2 separate regions of the Mus musculus genome follow, and region 2 is linked to region 1. Evidence: chromatin contacts called from public targeted proximity ligation data. All regions are on one chromosome and are shown on one strand. The core of a region is the stretch at or near the end of the contact, and the rest is flanking DNA. Distances in the headings are between cores, read along the strand shown. Region 1 overlaps Neat1 (nuclear paraspeckle assembly transcript 1 (non-protein coding)). Region 2 holds the start of Tm7sf2 (transmembrane 7 superfamily member 2).

The links.
Region 2: a targeted proximity ligation map of double positive thymocytes shows a contact between it and region 1, with 6 read pairs. A contact is called at or near these places in 6 of 130 datasets of targeted methods (double positive thymocytes, embryonic stem cells, epiblast stem cells and 3 more) and 2 of 9 other capture datasets (adipose tissue and liver).

What each region holds. Positions count from the first base shown.
Region 1 is chr19:5,822,080-5,825,142 of GRCm38.p6, forward strand. Neat1 (nuclear paraspeckle assembly transcript 1 (non-protein coding)) reads right to left here. Exons shown (of 1, transcript NR_131212.1): 1 at 2,629-3,063. Among named protein-coding and RNA genes, the nearest start is that of Malat1, 21 kb to the left of the region's middle.
Region 2 is chr19:6,066,200-6,069,262 of GRCm38.p6, forward strand. It overlaps Tm7sf2 (transmembrane 7 superfamily member 2), which reads right to left and starts at 1,651. Exons shown (of 10, transcript NM_028454.2): 1 at 1,470-1,651; 2 at 924-1,120; 3 at 769-823; 4 at 300-494; 5 at 112-215. The coding sequence starts at 1,521. Vps51 (VPS51 GARP complex subunit) reads right to left here. Exons shown (of 10, transcript NM_001081041.1): 8 at 2,827-2,948; 9 at 2,656-2,743; 10 at 1,643-2,176. The coding sequence ends at 1,916.

The sequences.
Region 1 (3,063 bases), core at 307-2,806:
GTGTGCCCAAGCAGAGTTCCCAGGAGTGTGCCCAAGCAGAGTTCCCAGGAGTGTGCCCAAGCAGAGTTCCCAGGAGTGTACCCAAGCAGCCGAGTTCCCAGGAGTGTGCCCAAGCAGAGTTCCCAGGAGTGTGCCCAAGCCGAGTTCCCAGGAGTGTGCCCAAGCGGAGTTCCCAGGAGTGTGCCTTTGCCAGCTTGGTTCAGGAACACTGCTTCCTTTTCTGGAGTTAGGTACAACTATAAATATCGGTGACGCAGCTAGAGATGACTGTGACTGAGGCTCCCAAGCCTGCGTCAGTGATTGTCACCAGCTGTGGGTGGCTTCCGACAGCGCTAAAATGTGTGGGACTCTAATTAGGTCCAGAAGGAGGAGCTTCTAGGTAAATTGGTTAGGATATTCCAGGCGGGGACTCTGGAGGTAGAGCAGTAGTTCTAACTGACAGGATCTTGACCAGGATTAGACTTGGGGCTCACACAGTGGAGAGATGCCTAAGGCGAGAGGTCAGGGTCAGAGCTGAGCCTCGAGGCTGAAATTCCTGAGGCAGAAAAAAGTCCAGGCTGTGGACCTCATGTGCCCTCCAGGTGGGGACCACAAAGCTGCTCTTTGTTGCAAGAGGCACAGAGCATCCTGACCCGGTCTTTTCAGAAGGTTGGAGCTGGGATCCCACAGGCACAGTGCCAGGCTAAGGCTGGCACTGTGCCCATTGTGCCCCGGAAACCCTACCACTGCTCAGATTGATGCCCCCCAGTCTCTCTCCCGCTTTATTAATTGACAACTGGATGTCCAGAGCCAAGGTATCCTGAGCGCCATGGGTCTAAGTTGTCATTCTAGAATTCCTTCTAGAGTCAGTGGGGAGCTGCAGCAGTGTGGGGTACCTATAGAGAAGACTGTTAGGACATAGGCTCAGGCCAATAGGAAGTCCTTACCAGCTGGTTGGCAACTACACGGGGTGCTCAGGATCCCAGTGTAGGCCCGAGCCTTTCTCAGGTGAAATTTTAAGCACAAACCCCCCGGGTTTCTGGGTTGATGTACTTCGGTTAACGAGATCAGTTACACAGAAGCAAAAAACTACAGAAGCCAAAAAACAAGGTTGGTAGTACATTTAGAGACTTTCCCAAAACTATAGATTTTGATGAGAGAACTGCTGTCTTAAGAGTTACTACTGCTGTGATGAAACATCATGACCACAGCAACTTGGGGAAGAAAGGGTTACGTGTCCTAAGTCAGAGCCTATGGTGGGAAGCCAAGGCTTCAAAGAGCTCAGGAACCAGCTGGGAGGGAGGAGCTGACGTTGAGGCGGCAGTGCGCTGCTTGCTGCTTACCGCTAGCTTGCTCATCAGAGTCAAGGACCACCAGCGCAGGGCCAGCACCACCCACGAGAGGCTGCTGGGCCCTCCCAACTCAGTTCTTACTGAGAAAATGCCCAACATGCCTGCCTATAGTCAGATCTCATGGAGGCCATTTTCTCAACTGTGGCGCCTTCCTCTCAAGTGACTCTAGCTTGTGTGTCAGGTTGACAGACTAGCCGGAGACCTGCCTTCTCCAGCCCAGATCCTCCTGCTTCAGCCTCTAGATGCTGAGATCACAGTTGTTTGCATGACTCAGCTGGCTAGGGAACTGCAAGGCCTGTCTTGCTCACTCCCCTGCACAGTCAGGCCCAGGTGTTCTCTGCTACTCTCTGGCTTAGTTTCCAAACATAGCAAACATGAATGTATCCTCAGAAGTTTCAAGAAGGGTAGCTGGGAGGGAGGCCCAGGTGTTCTCTGCTACTCTCTGGCTTAGTTTCCAAACATAGCAAACATGAATGTATCCTCAGAAGTTTCAAGAAGGGTAGCTGGGAGGGAGGGCCAGCTGTGCTACCTCAGGACCCTGAATTGGGAATCGCTGGAATCTACCTAAATGGTTAGTAGTGGTCCTACATGTCGTAACCTTAAAGCTGAGGGTGCGGAGGCAGGCAAATCCCAGAGCTTGTTGGCCAGCATCTTTGACAACTGCTGAGCTCCTATTTAGTTAGACGTGGAGAGCCTGTCTCCAGAGTCTCATGGACTTTGATAGTAAAAGAGAGCCTCAGGTTCTGGCCTCATGGTGCACTCGGTCCCTGAAGGCATCTCAAGGATTCCAAATGCTGTATCCATCAAACACCAGCAGCCTGGAAGGAAAGCCCAGAAAGAGAGGGTAGAACAGTCAGCCAGCAGAACTATGAAGAGAGACGAGACAACCAAGGAGTCAAAGGACTAGACAGAAACCACAGTTAAGACGCCAGGTGCTGAAGGTCACTGAACTCAGGAACTGGTGATCTGCTGGCGCTTACGAGGGAGAGAAAGACAGTGTAGATTCTGGCCCAGTTCAGCTTTAATGCCACTGTGAGAAAAGCTGTGACCTGGGTTTGTCTCCATACCCTGAACTGGAAGAGATATAAGCTATCATGCGGCTCACAGTGGCCTCCTGCTTTTGCAAAGGACACAGAGGGCCTGGCAGAACCCTGGGCAACTGCCAAACTTTCTCCTAGGAACTGCTAAGTCCTTTGGGGAACAGGAAAGAGGGGCCTGGAGCCAGAGCAGGAAGGAAGCACGGTACTGCAGGGACTCGAACCCTGGCCCGAGGTGCGGGCGTGCCGCCACCAGTGCCTTTTGCTTTTTCCTGCTCACGTTCGTTCTCTCAGACAAAGGTGAAAAGCAAAACCTGAGCGCGGCCATGAGCCGCGGTCAGGAAAAGAAACACCTGCGGCGGCTCCGTGCCCCTCCCAGGCTCACTCCTGCCGGTCCTGATGCCCTGCCAAAGGCTCCAGGGGACTCATGTCCCCCTGCCTCCAAGTGAGTGTTCCCCACCCTACATGAGAAGTGCATGCATGAAATCAGACTCCAAAAAATGAACCACAAGTCACAGCCTAATTGCTCTGAGACAGGGTCTGGTGCAGTAAGCTCTGTGTGTGTAGACACTCCCTAAGCCACCCGAGGGCTGCCTCTGTGTGGTGGGGAGGTAGGAGAGGGGAAGAGGGTTGCTATTCTCATTTTATACTTTTCCCACGGCTTCCAACTTTATGCCAATAACTCACAATTAAAC
Region 2 (3,063 bases), core at 401-2,900, 240 kb after region 1:
CATATTGGCAAATGAATGAATGAATGATTGCTGCCCACCCAGCAATGCTAGCCCACTCTGCTCTTCTCCTGGCCCAAGTCCAGCAGAATTAAGTCCAGCATGTCAGCATACCCAGCCAATGAGGCCAGGTCTCAGCTCACAGAAATATTTGAAGTCAAAGGAACCGAGGCGAGGGTTCAGCTCCCGTCCAAGAAAGAAGTCATACATGGAATTTCCTGGGGAACAACAGAAGGTGAAGGCACACCAGGTATGCATGCATCCCACCTACCTCATCCCTACCTCACTGGGACCCTTCTCACCTGAGTTTCCCCCAGGAGCCAGGGCTGAGGCAGGAGCTACCAAAGCCTTCGCATAGAGGAGGAGGCTGAAGATAAAGCTGGTGAGAGTGGTCGCAAAGGCCAAGGGCAGGAGCATTCCAGGGAGTGCCCCCAGGGGCAGCCCCACTGACACCCCCAGCCCCATCAACAGGGCTGTTAGCACCAGAGCCTGGAAGCCTGAACCACAGCACAGAGTGAGCCCTGGGGTGGCTTGCATACTTCCAAAGCCAACACACACACACACACACACACACACACACACACGCAGTTCTGGGAGAACATTGGCCATTGGCCTGGAGCTGAGTAGTAGCAAAAGAGGTAGATGCACGGCGAGGTTCCCATAAGGGCACAAACATGTCATCAGAGCTGGTCCATAAACCTCCCACCACCCTTGGAACCCACCCCAACCCATGTTAACTGCGATTCAGGGAGGGGGGGGAACCCCAGTCACCATTAATAGGGTAGCGCAGGCGACTCTTGTCCTTCAGTTCCAGGCCTTCGGCCACCTGCGGGTACAGGGCAGGTTTTATAAGAGCTGGGGATGACTTCCCAGGCTCCAGCCCTCCCTGCACCCTCCTCCCTGGTGTGTTAAAACAGATCACACACCTTGCGTGCAGGCAGCAAATAGAGCGCCACCTGCAGGCCGAGCCAGATGAACAATAGCAGCAGAGCCCATGGGCTCCACAGCTCCTCCAGCCCAGGCAGATAGGCCGGTAGGGCCAGGAGGCGCGCCGGGCCCGAGCGAGCCGCCAGGAGCAGGTGGAACATGGTGGCAGGCAGCAGGATCAGTAAAGCCGCGACGCCTGGAAAGAGGGCCACTGTGTAGCGTGACTGCTCCCAAGAGCTCTCTCAAGTCCTCGGGCGCCTTGAGTCACCTGCCTGCTTAGCAGTTTCCCAGCGCCATACTCCTATCTTAATTTTCATCTTGTTCCTCTGCCCTCTGGCATTCCCAAAGACCATCCTGCTCTCCCAACTGTCTTTCATTACACAAACTCCCCGCTGTGCTGCTGTCAGCACTCCCTCCTCTTCTGCAGACACCCCGACACCCGCGCACCGGATCCTTCTGCTCCGAGCCTTCTATAGAGCTCGTATCCTATCCTGCTCCCGTTAAGTGGCATCAGGTCAGCCTCCACCCCAAACCTTCCCATTTACCCAACGGCCCCCCGAATTCCAGTGGGGCCTGGGAGGCCTCACGAGAAGTCATGATCTCTGCTTTGCCGGGGAACAATGGTTCACAAAAGTCGATCAAGGAAACACAAACCGCCCCATGCCGGGTTATGGCTCTGCATCAGACACGGAGGTGGAAAAGCTGCTGCTCTTGTTCATTGATCTTTAAATGGACGCGCCCTCTGCCCACCCTGGGCCCAGCACAGTAGCCAATCAGCGCTGGGAGGCGGGCCCCATGCTGGCGCCTCAGAAGCTTCGGCACTGAAACCCAACCCGGGCGGGTCCCGCCCCTGCAGGCAAGAGGAAGGAGGAGGACACATAAGTTTATTAGAAGGATCCATGAACCCGCCAGCGGGGAAGGGCCTCTAGGATGAGAACAGGGCACAGGGAGGACAGGGCGATAGGGCTACTACGCGACTCGTTGGCAGATTCTAGCCGCGCTCGCAGATGACCTCGACAACACTAGGTTCCATGGGCACTGGGTCGGGACAGCGCAGAGCAGCTGAGGCTACTACTTCGTCCAGCAGCAGGTGCACTAGCTCCTCATCAGCCACAAAGCGCCACAAGTAAAGCTGCAGGAAGTGGCAGTCCACCTGCACCTGCTGCAGCCCAAAGCGCCCAAAGGTGCGTAGGCGCACACACTCCAGTAGTGTCTTCAAGCTGATCTTAATGATGCCAGTCAGCACCGACACCTGCAGGTGGACACAGGGATGCAGCTCAGGATTGCCGTCTTTTGGGGAGGAGGATACATCCAAATTCTGAGCAGAGGCAAGGGAGATAAAGACAGAAATTTCTAGGGCTCAGCTAAGAAGGGAACAATGCAATGTTGCCACCATAAAGGCGAGGGCAGGTAAACCCCGGTGGTCAGATCAGAGATGGGGCCTCATGAATACGATGGGCAGCAGTCACCACTGACTACAAAGTAAAATGGAGGAAAGATATTGCTGAGCTTGGGCTTCGGAGGGGCAGAGATCAAGATATGAGTGGGAACCCCCGATGACTAAAGACTAGTTTGGAGAGTAAAGTGTGGACAAGGTGGTTTTGCTCTGGACCTAGAGACAGAGATTACGTAAAGTGATCTTTAATTCTGCTCAGATGTGGTCCTAGGGCTCTCTGGGTTAGTGTGGGAGCCACCCTTCCCCTGGGATGTAGAGGAGAAGGTACTTCAGACCTTGTTGAATTCCACGGGGCTGAACACATCGATCCGTTCAGAGAACAGCTTCTGAATATTGCTCAGGAGGTTTGTGTCCATGGGAGCACTGGAAGGGGGAAAGAAAGAGTGAGAGGCCACTCTGCCCAGCCTCCCTCTTCTGTCTCTCAGGGAGGCTCCTAGCAGCCTGACCTGGGTGTGTAGCTGGGTGCATAGCGGCCCTGCTGCCGGGAGCTGCTGTACACAGAGAAAGTCCTTTTGCTTGAGTCACTGCTCTGGGCCTTCCGGACACCCTCTTCATACAGGAGCCCCACCTGGGGGAGAAAAGATGCGCTGCAAGGTCAGAGCATGGTTACTGACAAAACCTCCCCTCTCTGCTGGTTGAAGAATCCTAGGTATGGTCACCACCTACACAATCAGGGGAGTGGG